2 separate regions of the Zea mays genome follow, and region 2 is linked to region 1. The links are chromatin contacts, called in public Hi-C maps. All regions are on one chromosome and are shown on one strand. Each heading gives the region's core, a stretch centred on a gene start, on an enhancer-like site or on the middle of the called end of the contact. The rest is flanking DNA. Distances are from core to core; before and after follow the strand shown. Region 1 holds the start of LOC732820 (LON peptidase 1). Region 2 holds the start of LOC100193219.

What was found. Hi-C and Micro-C count contacts between places; a contact is called where the count stands out from the background.
Region 2: a contact with region 1 is called in a Hi-C map of ear, with 1.6 times the contacts expected there. The contact joins the promoter of LOC100193219 here to the promoter of LOC732820 in region 1. A contact is called at or near these places in 3 of 25 Hi-C or Micro-C datasets (ear, leaf and tassel).

The regions. Positions count from the first base shown.
Region 1 is chr7:149,479,993-149,486,715 of Zm-B73-REFERENCE-NAM-5.0, reverse strand. It overlaps LOC732820 (LON peptidase 1), which reads left to right and starts at 3,052. Exons shown (of 17, transcript NM_001112433.2): 1 at 3,052-3,254; 2 at 3,789-3,898; 3 at 3,996-4,104; 4 at 4,677-4,846; 5 at 5,101-5,192; 6 at 6,434-6,613; 7 at 6,719-6,723. The coding sequence starts at 3,145.
Region 2 is chr7:149,659,077-149,665,440 of Zm-B73-REFERENCE-NAM-5.0, reverse strand. It overlaps LOC100193219, which reads right to left and starts at 3,263. Exons shown (of 7, transcript NM_001349830.1): 1 at 2,791-3,263; 2 at 2,071-2,095. The coding sequence starts at 3,143.

The DNA of each region.
Region 1 (6,723 bases), core at 1,803-4,302:
GTGTCAAATTAACTAATTTATAAAATAATAACGAATATTAGATAATTTTATGAATAATAGCTCATTTTTAGTATTTGATGATGAATATATTACAGTTATAATTTAAATTACTCATAATATTATAATATTGAACGATGATTCTATATTTTGAATTTATGTACTAATTCACTGAATAATGCAATAATAATTATCAGGAAATAGCTCGCGAGCCGAGCCTCCTTCTCTAACTCCCCAAGTGGACGAGATGAGCCGAGCATGTAATGTAAAGATTTGCAACGAAACAAGTGATGGTCAAGCCGCATCCTAATCCATAAAACTAAACACAAAGCATGAGTGTGTGCGTTGGAGAGTAATATAGGCCACGCGTATTAAGGATCTGTTTGGAACCACCTAGTTTTTAAGAAACTTGTTTATAGAAATTTAGGTGGATCCAAACATGAGAGATCATGCCTCAATTCATAAAAATTAGATTTCTAGTTTCTTAAAAACCAAGATACTAGTCTCTTCTGGCTAAAAAAATAAAAACTAGTTTTTTAAAAATTAGATTGTTCCAAACGGGATCTAAATTGGTTAGATCCACTAAATAGTGACTATTTTATTACATACTTAACACTTTGTCGTTATCGATGATATCCTCAAAGTTTTGTAGGGTTTGGCTCTAAGCGTTACCCACGCCTAGACATTGCTGTTTCGATCTACACTAGTAAGTTACGCGCAACCATCGCGCGCGCGGAAGACATTTTTGTTTTATAAATGATAAGAATATTATAGCTTTCTGATTATCTAAAAATGATCATAAGATTCTTAATCTCATTTAACACAAGGTTTTTCCTACTAAAAAGGACGGCAAGAAATTTAGTGGTAAGGAGCTTCGCGGCTTCATAGGAGCACGCTTTAAAAAGGTTTTATTATTATTGATAACTCACTTAGTTCTCATTATAATGGGATAAGTGGTCTTGGCAACCCACATTAGCTTGTTCGGTATGGCATATGAGTTGAAGGAACTTGGATTCGATATGTATCTGATAACTTTATGGTAAGTTTTCTTATAGAACTATGAGTTCTATGTAGCAAACATGCTCAAAACGACAAGTTTCAATAGTCTGGAAATTTTGTAAGTTACCAAAGTGGTAAACAAGTGTAAGAATGGCTTAGAAATACATGTAACTAAAGTTGTCTCATAAGTATTACCTAATGTATTATCTCTAATAAGTGGAGAATTAAATAATATGCAACAATGCACATATTAAACAACTAGTTAAATACTCGTGCGTTGCAACGTGGTAAAAGTAGTGCAGCAATAACATATGTATGGTCATGTGTTGTGCAGAAAACAACCAAATCAGTCTGATAAACTCATAATGATTTGTTCCCAGGAAAGGGGTACCCAAAGCGAGGCCCATGAACCTCTCTCTAGCCCATTTACCGATCAAGCCCCGTCGAACAAGTATGCGAGGCAGGGCGTACGACCAAGTCTCCGCCGAGCAAGTCTGGGAGGCGGGGCGAACGACCAAGTCACCGTCGAGCCAAGCCGATCCGCAAGGGAGGAGGCTGGACTGACGTCGTTGGTCCACGACGGCCGCGACAAAAGACACAACATCACAAAATCATGTCCACGTTATTTGTACGGCAGTAGGGGAGGGTTATGGCATCGAAGTCTCCACCCACGTACCAGAAAAAGGACAGGACGACACACCTTACGCGTGCCCGAACATGCTGGAGGGTGACACAAGGGAGTTGACGGAAGATGAAGTCGTACTGAACACGAACTCAACCTTACCGGAAGCACATTATGCGGAACCCATCTGGTACGATGGCAGGAGCATAGAGTAAGCTACAGGGTCTTGCACAGTAGATATATGTGATAGAGCGTCATGCGAGGAATATGGAGGCACACAACCTATTAGAAGGAGTCATCCCGTACACAGACACGCTCCAAAATTAACTCGGAGGTCATAGAAACCTTCCATAGAGAACCGTTGAGTAGTGTGCATACGGTATATATGGTTGTGAGAGGTTTTTATGAAACCGGAGAGAGCCTTAACTCTCACGAACCGAGAGCCGAACTTTGTCTCACGAAACTGTGTCAGTTAGTTTTATTCAGGACCAGAGCTGCCCTAAAAGAGAGAGGAAGCATAAATCTACTTCTATACTCCTATCTACTAGTAGTATGACACGACGTCACTATTCCCCTCAACAACTTCCAGTTCCAGTCGGTGATGCTCAAATTAGCACGCCAAGATCCATCCGTACGTTTCAGATCATATGGTCCACGTGCCACCAAGAAAACCCCACGTGCACGCTTTGCAATTGCAGACCTGCGCCGTCCGTCAGTCCGACCCACAAAAACCGACGGCCCCGATCTACTACATACGAGTATACGACCCGTGCCGTTTCCCACCGTTACGTCAGTCACAACAAAGAACAAACCAGCGCCACACGCCGCAGCTGCCCTTATCTCGGCGCGCCACGTCTACACCCTTGGGCAGGTTTGGTGGCTGTTTGGTTTGGGGCCTAAAGCGCCACAATGTGTCTAACTTTTCTATCTAATCTTAGTTCTTCAATTCGAACATTTAAGGTTAGACAGATTGTGGCGCCTTAAGTAGAAAACCAAACAGACCCACGAGGGATACTAGAACAAATACACTTCATATTCAAAATTAAATAGTAAGTACTTGTTCGGTGGGTTTAAATTTCAAACAAGTCAAATTTATTCTTAATTATTTTCCAATCCTATCTCGTACTTGTTCGGTGGGTTTAAATCCCAAACAAGTTAAACTTATTCTTAATTATTTTCCAATCCAATCCATGGATAACAAGATTAACGGAATAAAACGCCTCTCCGTAAACTCGTGATCTCTAGTCGCAAATCAGCCCTTCACTGCCACCTAGACCCCGCCACCACCGTTCTACAGTCCCGGTCCGCCGGCCGGCCCCACTACCCGCACTCGCACGTCGAAAAGCAAACCTATACTCACCTGTATTGAGGTCGGCACGCCCCCCATAAATATCGACATCGTCTTCCACCTCTCGGCTTCTTTACTCTCTAAATTTTCTTTTTTTTAAAAAAAAATATTGTTCTTTGGCGTACGCTGGTGCGCCTCTCCTCCCCGCCTCGGCATCGACGCGATTTGCGTGCCCGACATGTCGGACTCGCCGGTGGAGCTGCCGAGCCGGCTCGCCGTACTGCCCTTCCGCAACAAGGTGCTGCTCCCCGGTGCCATCGTGCGGATTCGCTGCACCAACCCCAGTAGGTGAGCCCGAATCCGGACCAACCGTCGAGAGCTTGTAGCTCCGCCCGCTGATCGGCGTGGGTTTCGATTTTGTTTTGGGGGGATTAATTTGGTGCGCTGTCGCCGTATCGGGCTCAGGTTTTCAGTTCTGGGAGTTCCTTTTTTTCTCTGTAGGTTTTCTCCCCCATCGGGAGATGTTTAGTAGACACGTGGTTTGTTCTACATCTAATTAACACCACTTGCTACGAAATTACGACTCCTTGGTCCTTGCGCTTCAATTTGGTTATCTCGCTTCAGACGGGAAAAATTGAAATTGCTTGCCTCAATTTGATGCGTTCGTTGAATTTGGGGTTTTCAGTGGGCTGTTTGCTTTTGAGGTCCGGCAGATTCCCCTTTCCGTTAGTGTCTGACTTTTCTGCGCGCAGTTGGGTCCCTTGTGTATTTGAGCTTTCCTTCGAAGGCGGCTCACTACTATGTAGGAGGGGGGAAATTGCAGATTGTTTTGGATTTTTACTTGGTTTGTGACTTCGTCGGTGTCATTCTTTGCCTCTTTAGTGTGAAGCTGGTGGAGCAAGAACTCTGGCAGAAGGAAGAGAAAGGCCTGATCGGGGTACTTCCTGTGCGGGACTCGGAGGCAACAGCTGTTGGCTCTTTGCTGTCTCCTGGTGAGATAAAAGACTGGCTTCGGATTTGCTGTATGAGCAAAATTGTTGGGCTTTGTGGACATACATTTACTTCCTGCAGTTGTTACCGCTCTTGTAGGTGTGGGCAGTGATTCAGGTGAAGGAGGCAGTAAGGTTGGCGGTTCTGCAGTAGAGTCATCAAAGCAGGACACAAAAAATGGGAAGGAGCCCATTCACTGGCACAGCAAGTGTGTGACATCACTATCTTTGCTCGTCTAATGCTTGTATTTCATTCATGAACAAGGTTATAGAGATAAACACATTCAGGTGTAGGAGATGACTGTTGGTGGATATAATATAACAATGGGTTTATACTGCATTTTATTCTACAAACATGAATAATAGACGGATGCAAATGTTTGCCTTTTATTTATTTAACCCTGTGTATGCCATGTGTGCACACAAGTGCAACATTCATTAGCCTATAGTTGCCTGAGATAAAATATGGCTGATATAGATTGACAATGAGCAGATATTTTTCACACAGTAATATGTCCAAGGGACTTTTCACACATTTTGTATTAATAAGCTTAGCTTGAGGAGGGTGCATCGTAAGCATGCAAAGTTTTCCATATTTTAGCATCATGTGTGGTTAACATCTTCCTATGAAAGATTCACTGAACTATGAAGATTATATTTATTATTTCCAGCTATAACTTAAGCTATATTGAACCTATGGGCTATATTGCAGGCAATCTTTCACTACCTTATGCATTTTTTATTTAACTTTTCTTTAACTTTGTTTTTCCTCCATGTGCAGGGGAGTTGCTGCCAGAGCTTTACACCTTTCCAGAGGGGTGGAGAAGCCAAGTGGAAGGGTTACATACATTGTTGTTCTTGAAGGTCTTTGTAGGTTCAGCGTTCAGGAACTAAGTGCAAGAGGACCATACCATGTCGCCCGTGTTTCACGCCTTGACATGACAAAGACTGGTAAAGTTTTGAATTTAAAACTTGTTTTGTTCTGTCTGTTTACTAGATCATTGTAGTCTTAAGTTTATGACTTCTATTGCATAGTACATAAGTACAGTTTTTTCTCATGCAATACCTTATACCTTAAAGGTTAATGTATCTTAAAGATATCCTTTCTTAAAGGATGGCGCAATTATCCATCTGTTTTTTCTTGAATTCACTTGTTATAAGACTCAGTTTTTTACATCTCTACTAATATGTCTGTATTTTTTTAGAATTGGAGCAGGCAGAGCAAGACCCAGATCTTATCGCTCTTTCTAGGCAGTTTAAAGCTACTGCCATGGAACTAATTTCTGTTCTAGAACAGGTAAATATTTCGTGCAGAACTTCATCTCTTTTGTTTACTAGTATAAGATTTCAAGTTTCGGTTGCCCTCTTGATTTTACTGAACAGTTCACGAATTACATCCACTCCTGCTTAAATAGAGATCACGACCTGGAGCAACCTAGTCACTAGGGGCAAGGGCTGATAAGAAGGGCAGCCCTTTAGCACTGGCCACTGGCCATAGCCCAGAGCATGGCCTCCCCCTTGGCAAGCAATAAGGCACCATCCATGCTTACCAGAGAGTTATCAAAACACAATGGTTCCTATTCTTCCAAAGAGTTCATGCCCTTAGAGTGATTAGGGAACTGGTCCCTTGCTGTGACTGTCCATTGACCCCATCATCTAGCGAGGGGGACAAGGATTGTAAGCCAAACCATCATAGAAGTGAGGACCAGAATTGCCTTTCAAACACACAATTAGTAAGCAAATGGTCAATAGTTTCTTCAGCCTCATCACAGTGAAGACATCTGTCAGGGTGTGGGAGTCCCCATTTTTCAAGTTGAACCCCTTACTGTCCAACAACATTTATGAGCCACAATCCACATAAAGAAATAATACCGGCTGGGAGCCCAAGTGTTCTAAATACGGTCACATGGCTGGTATTGAATAAATCCTTGAAAGAATCCCTTATATGTTGAATCGGCTGAGTAAATTCCAGAACGTGAAAGACACCAACGAGGCACACTTTCACATGAGATGGTAGTACAATCTCAGAGAGGAGGCCCCATAGATTCAAAAATTCAACTAGGACTCCTACTGAGAATGTTCCTTGTATGTCACTGATTCAAGAGTGATTTGTGAGGGCCTGAAGCACAGTGAGCTTGTCAGCCATTTTTGCTGGCATGGTAGCAAATTGAAGGGGTGCAATATCTTCAATTTGTTGATTTATGGTGCCTGACTTCTATGCGAGTGAAATACTTGAAATTATCAATGAGCTTAAAAAAACTCGTTCTGCGGGGATTAAGACAGCCCCCGAGCATTTGTATTAAGAAGACTTTCTCACATAGGCCGAGAAAAACTCCTGAACCCCTACCCCACCCATACACAGTGGCATCATAACCCATGTGAGAATGAAATTCGCTCGCATAGGGAGTCAAACTCAGGATTTGAGGAGTGCTACTTAGGCCACCTAACTAACTCAGCTAGAGACCCTTTTGCTGAGTCGAAATACTTGAAATTATCAATGAGCCTAACTTACAATGATGCTGTTTTTTCTAACTGCAGAAGCAGAAGACGGTTGGTAGAACAAAGGTGCTTCTTGATACAGTTCCTGTTTACAGGCTAGCTGATATTTTTGTTGCTAGCTTTGAGATAAGTTTTGAGGAGCAGCTTTCGATGCTGGATTCAGTTCACTTGAAAGTTAGACTCTCAAAGGCAACTGAACTTGTAGACAGACACCTGCAGGTGAAGATACTTCATAGTTTGTTATTTAATAATTAATGTGAAAATTTTACCTTTTATCTTATTAAGGTCAATATCAATTTAATTTGTTTTTTCTTGTGATGGCAGTCCAT
Region 2 (6,364 bases), core at 2,014-4,513, 180 kb before region 1:
CCGGTGGTTCCTAGATCAGCGTCAGCAGTGGAAGAGACAAGATCAGGATGGGGCAGACAACTTCTTGAGGTGTGATTCGGTGCTTCCTTGTTCTCGCCTCCCTTCTTCGTACGCACTGTCTCAGACATCCCCAAAGGAAAAGAAGACCAGAGATAGGAGTTGATGTTTGGTTTCCTTTGAAGTAGTGTTATCCTCAAGGTTATTATGGCGTCGCCTAGGCGTCCAGGCGAGCCTAGGTTCTAGGCGTCGATCCCGCCGCGCCTTGGATGCGTATGGCGTTGCCTGGCGTGCCTAGGCGTCGCCATGGCGTCCAATTTCGCCACAGACGCCACACAAAGGTGCTTACGCGGGAGGTTTTTAGGGTTCGCGGCTTTGCGTGCGTACATGCTAGGGTTTAGGGTTTGCAGCGCGCCAAACCGAGAGAGTGGGAGGGAAAGAGAAGGAAGAGAGGGTGGGGCCTTTCCTGCAGTGCGCCGTTGGCTCGTTGCCTCCATCCTGCGCGCCGCCTCTCCTCCATCCGGCGTGCCGCCTCTCCTCCATCCGGTGCGCCGCGCCGCCGCCTCCTCTAGGGCTGGAAAAAAAGCTCGGGCTCGGTGAGCCGGCTCGAGCTCGTTGCGGCTCGTGCAGGCTCGAGCCGGCTCGCGAGCTACCGGCGAGCCGAGGCGGTTTCGCAAGCTCGAAAAAATCCCGAGCCGAGCCAAGCCAGCTCGCGCAAGGTCGCGAGCCGGCTCGCGAGCCAAGCCCACGGCGCGCACCAGCAGGCATCAGCGGAGCAGCCCAATACGAATAGGCCCACAAGCAAAGCAACCGCCTAAAGCCCAATACGAATAGGCTCACAGGCTCGCGAGCCGTACCCGAGCCGAGTCGAGCCTATTTTGGCAGCTCGTTGTACCAGCGAGCCGAGCCAGGCTCGAGCCTTTCCACCTCCGAGCTGCACCGAGCCGAGCCGAGCCTGGCTCGGCTCGTTTCCAGCCCTAGCCTCCTCCATCCGGCGGCCGACCTCCTCCATCCGGCGCGCGGCGGCAAGCTGCTCCATCCAGTGGCCGGTGCTTTCCTCTGCTGTCTGCTCCATCCGATGCACGGTGGTTTCCTCTGCTCTTCCTCTTCATCAGTTCCTCTGCTGCTGCTCGCCTGCTCTCCCTCATCTCCTATTTTGTATATAGCAAGCCAGCAACACTGCAACAGCACCCTCATCAATCAAAGGCTTGTATTGTATTCTCTAACCTTACCAATTTTGCTATTGCAAGTGTTAGATTGTTAGGATTTTTTTTGCATATCCTCGCCTAGGTGATGCTCATATGGCGTCGCCTCGCCGCACGCCTAACTCGCCTAGGCGTTTGGAAGGGGGTCGGTCACCATGTCTCGCCTTAACGCCTTAATAACCTTGGTTATCCTAAACGATAAACAGTCGGTCACTTGCTGTTTAGCCATTATTTGGGCCAAACGGCCACCTAAACGGGTAAACGATCAATTAAATGAAAAAATAAACCCATGTGTACTGGGTAGCTTTCAAACAGTATAAACAGGCTGACTGCCATTTAGGCGAACAGCGCTGTGGAACGAACATCTACCCACAGGATTCCAAGAGAAAGGAATTGTCTCTTCCAGTATTCCAAACGTGCACCCTGATTTCCTTTCCTCCGTTTTGTGATCCATACAATTTCCCTTTGGAATTCCTCCAATCCGAACAGAGCCTTAGCATATACACTCACTTAAGTTTTAAAAAATAACATGTAATCAACCAAGTGTGCTCGGGTGTGTGTTGTAAGGGTTCTTCCCCTTTTTTTCTTCTTAATATAATGATATGCAACTCTTGCATGTTCGAGAAAGAAACATGTAATCTGAATATCTGATGAACTACAGATATTCCTATCAAGGGAGCATACAAAAAAGAGATCAAAATAGGTTTCAGTATTTTACAATTGACCAATTATTAGGACAGTAGACAAAACCTATCAGCGACTAAAATGGTAGATCACAGGCTCACAGCTAACACTCAAAAAAGCAACTATATAAAAAAATGTTGACAGTCAGCTATAAATAATGGACAGTAACCATCAGATTCGTTACCTTAATAGTAGCCACAAGACCTAGCCTGCAGAAGCCATAGTTTGTATCAGCACACGACAGATGTTATGAAATTAAAGTCGACACAGCTAAAATAAAATTAGTTATCAACTTGAGTACTGTGCATCTATTCGCCCAAATCAGAAATATGCGGCGATATATTTTTACTGTATCTATAATATATGCCGCAATCTAGAATGATCCTTCACTAACAAATCATGTGCCTAAGGTATAGGTAATACACGACATCACGATTAACATCCCCAATGCTAATTTTGCATAACATAGTGAATAATGATGCATAGGTGCAAGCAGCACAACTACTCTAGCCAAACCTATTGTGTGCCCAAATAAAAACCTAACCTTTGACAGTTCCCGAAGAAATTAAGGATATTAGATGGGTTCCCATATTATAAAGAACGGGATTTCAGTAGATCCAAGGGACAAATCATCCAGCACCAAACCCTGCAAGAACATGCAAAAATACTAGACGCAATATATCAATCAGATGTTCCAAATCTAGACCCGCAGTCATAACCAACCCTGGTCACATTCCATAGCCCCAGGCGTAAAATCAGGCAGCGCGCCGCACGCATGAACGTAACAAGCACACGCCATATCCTACAAATCAGCGCAAACTACTAGCAAGCCACATAATTTGATCGAATCGGATCGGACCTATAGCGTGAGAAAAGGGAGCAGCGGAGAAGGGGGGAGGCGGACCGGTCAGCCATGTTGGCGATGGTGCGGAAGGCGAGGATGAGGGATCGGTCGGGGTTGGAGCCGCGGTTCTGCCACCTGCCGAGGGAGGAGGATAGGAAGTCGCCCTGCGCACCGTTGGGCTTGGCGATGACGGTGGAGAGGCCGCCATCGGTGAGGAGCGGGTTGGTGGGGCCACCGACACGGACGGGGTCGTTGTCGTTGGACTCGTTCGCGAAGGTGCGCCACTCGGAGGTCTCGTCGACGGAGTGCGCCTCGAGGACGAGGCCGCACTCGGTGCACACCATGTCCCCCGCCGAGTGGTCGAACGCCACCTCCGTATGCTTCTTGCAGTCGGGGCAGAAGGAGTCGCTCATCTCGCCCGACGACCGCCTCCCCTCCTTCCTTTCTCCTTTCTCCTACGCAACCGGCCCTGTGAGGCGTGGCGAGGGAGGCGCGGTGATTTGGGGGCCGGGGAGAGGGAGCGCCCACAGGAGAGGATGGGGACTGCCGAAGGTTGGGTGGGTGGGGGTATAGATGTCTATATGGCTGGGAGCCTGGGATGCTCTGTTAGCGTGAAGCCTACCACTGTTGTAGCCTGATACTAGTCTCCGTCTGGCACAGCCCGTTGTGCATCGTGCTCGGACCGGCCTGACACAGTGGTCGTGCCATGCTTAGGTTCGGAGGACGGCACACCATGCTTGGCCTGGTCCACCATAGAAATTAGGGAGGCACGACACCGGTCTGATTCCTTGCTGCATAACAATATCGCACCTCCCCGAGCTCTACCCATCCCCGCGCTCGCTCATTTCTCACTGCTTGAAACCCTAAACCTTATCCTCTCCTGGCTCCAGCTCCCGGCGACCTGCGAAATCTCTCCTCAGCCGCCTCCTGTCGACGGCTACCGGCGACAGCTTATTTGGACATCTATACTCTCGATTATCTTCTCCTTCTCATCATCTCTTCGCTCATCCTCTTCCCTTCCTCGCATCCCGAACCCTAATCGGCTAATACCCATCCTAACATCCTCTTGGTGTTCCTCCTCGCGATGGTGCTCTCAAGCGACTCAGGTGCTCCGGCTACGCAGGTGAGACCCTGAACCCTAATCCCCATCACCTTCTTTTGTCTTATATCTTGATTCTTGATTTTAATCCATGGATGTGATGGGTCTCGTAGGTATCGTTTGTGCCGGTGCCGCGTAGCCATAAGGGACCTTAGTCACCGACGAGGAGCCAACCGTCTACGGCATGGACGATGATCTTCATCCGGTCGTTGTGGAGGAGTGAAAGTCGCCTAGAGAGGGGTGAATAGGCGGAATCTGAAAAATTATAAACTTAAGCACACACTACAAGCCGGGTTAGCGTTAGAATTAAAATCGAGTCCGAAAGAGAGGGTGAAAACAAATCACAAGCAAATGAAGCGGATGACACGGTGATTTGTTTTACCGAGGTTCGGTTCTTGCAAACCTACTCCCCGTTGAGGTGGTCACAAAGACCGGGTCTCTTTCAACCCTTTCCCTCTCTCAAACGGTCACCTAGACCGAGTGAGCTTTTCTCCTTAATCAAACGGGTCACTTAGACCCCTACAAGGACCACCACAACTTGGTGTCTCTTGCTTTGATTACAAATGTCTTGAGAACAAGAAAGAGGAAGAAGAAAAGCGATCCAAGCGCAAGAGCTCAAAGAACACGAGCAAAACTCTGTCTTCTAGTCACTAATTGCTTTGAGTGGAATTAGGACTTAGAGAGGCTTTGATTCAATCTAATTGTGTCTTGTATTGAATGCACTAGCTCTTGTATTGAGTGAGATGTCTAAAAAACTTGGATGCATTGAAGTGTGGTGGTTGGAGGGTATTTATAGCCCCAACCACCAAAACAGCAGTTGGGTAAGTCTGCTGTCGAAGGGCGCACCGGACACTGTCCAGTGCGCCGGCCACGTCACCCAACCGTTAGGGTTCTGATGGTTTCGATCGTTGGAGCTCTGACTTCATGGGGCACTGGACAGTCCGGTGCAGCACCGGACAGGTACTGTTCACTGTCCAGTGCACCTTCTGGTGCTGCTCTGACTCTGTGTGCGTAGTCCGCGCACTGTTCACTGTTCACTGTTCACTGTTGCTTTTGCAGACGACCGTTGGCGCAGTAGCCATTGCTCCGCATGACACACCGGATAGTCCGGTGAATTATAGCGGAGTGGCATTTCTAGAAACCCGAAGCTGAGGAGTTTAGAGTGGATCTCCCTGGCACATCGGACACTGTTCGGTGGCACACCAGACAGTCTGGTGCGCCAGACCAGGGCAGTCTTCGGTTTCTTTTGCTTCTTTCTTTTTGAACCCTAACTTGTTCTTTTTATTGGTTTGTGTTGAACCTATGACACCTGTAGAGCATATAATCTAGAGCAAACTAGTTAGTCCAATTATTTGTGTTGGGCAATTCAACCACCAAAATCATTTAGAAAAAGGTTTGACCCTATTTCCCTTTCAATCTCCCCCTTTTTGGTGATTGATGCCAACACAAACCAAAGCAAATATATAAGTGCAAAATTGAACTAGTTTGCATAATATAAGTGCATAGATTGCTTGAAATTGAACCAATATATTATTTCTACTAGATATGCATGGATTTCTTTCTTCTTATTTAACATTTTGGACCACACTTGCACCACTAGTTTGTTTTTGCAAATTCTTTGGAAAATTCTTTTCAAAATCCTTTTGCAAATAGCCAAAGGTATATCAATAAGATTTAAAGAAGCATTTTCAAGATTTGAGATTTTCTCCCCCTGTTTCAAATGCTTTTCCTTTGACTTAGACAAAACTCCCCCTAAATAAAATTCTCCTCTTAGCTTTCAAGAGGGTTTTGGGATATATTAATTGAGATACTCTCATTAGGGGAATACCAATTTGAAAGATACTAATACCAATAAAAATTTTCAAAACATAATTAAAAATTAGGTGGTGGTGCGATCCTTTTGCTTTGGGCTAATACTCTCTCCCCCTTTGGCATAAATCGTCAAAAACGGAGACTTTGTGAGCCCTTTGTAAATTCTCTCCCCCTTTGGCAAACAATATATGAGTGAAAGATTATACCAATGTGGAGAGATGGCGGAATAGCGGCAAAGAGTAGATAATACCGATGAAGTTGAGTGGAAGCGTCGTCTTTGCCGAATACTCCATTTCCCTTTCAATTCTATGACTAAGCATGAGAATACACTTGAAAACACATTAGTCATAGACATAAAAGAGATATGATCAAAGGTATATAAATGAGCTATGTGTGCAAAGTATCAATCAAAGTTCCGAGAATCAAGAATGTTTAGCTCATTCCTAAGTTTGGTAAAGGTTTTCTCATCTAGTGGTTTGGTAAAGATATCGGCTAGTTGTTCTTTGGTGTTAATATAGGCTATCTCGATATCCCCCTTTGTTGGTGATATCTCAAAAAGTGATACTGAATGGCTATGTGCTTAGTGTGGCTGTGTTCAACGGGATATCCTATTAAATCAAAAGAGGATCCCTTAGGGTACCAAAGGCCAAACTTAGGAGTATAAACTAAATATCTCAAGATTCTCTTTACGGTCCTAAGGTGAACTTCCTTAGGATCAGCTTG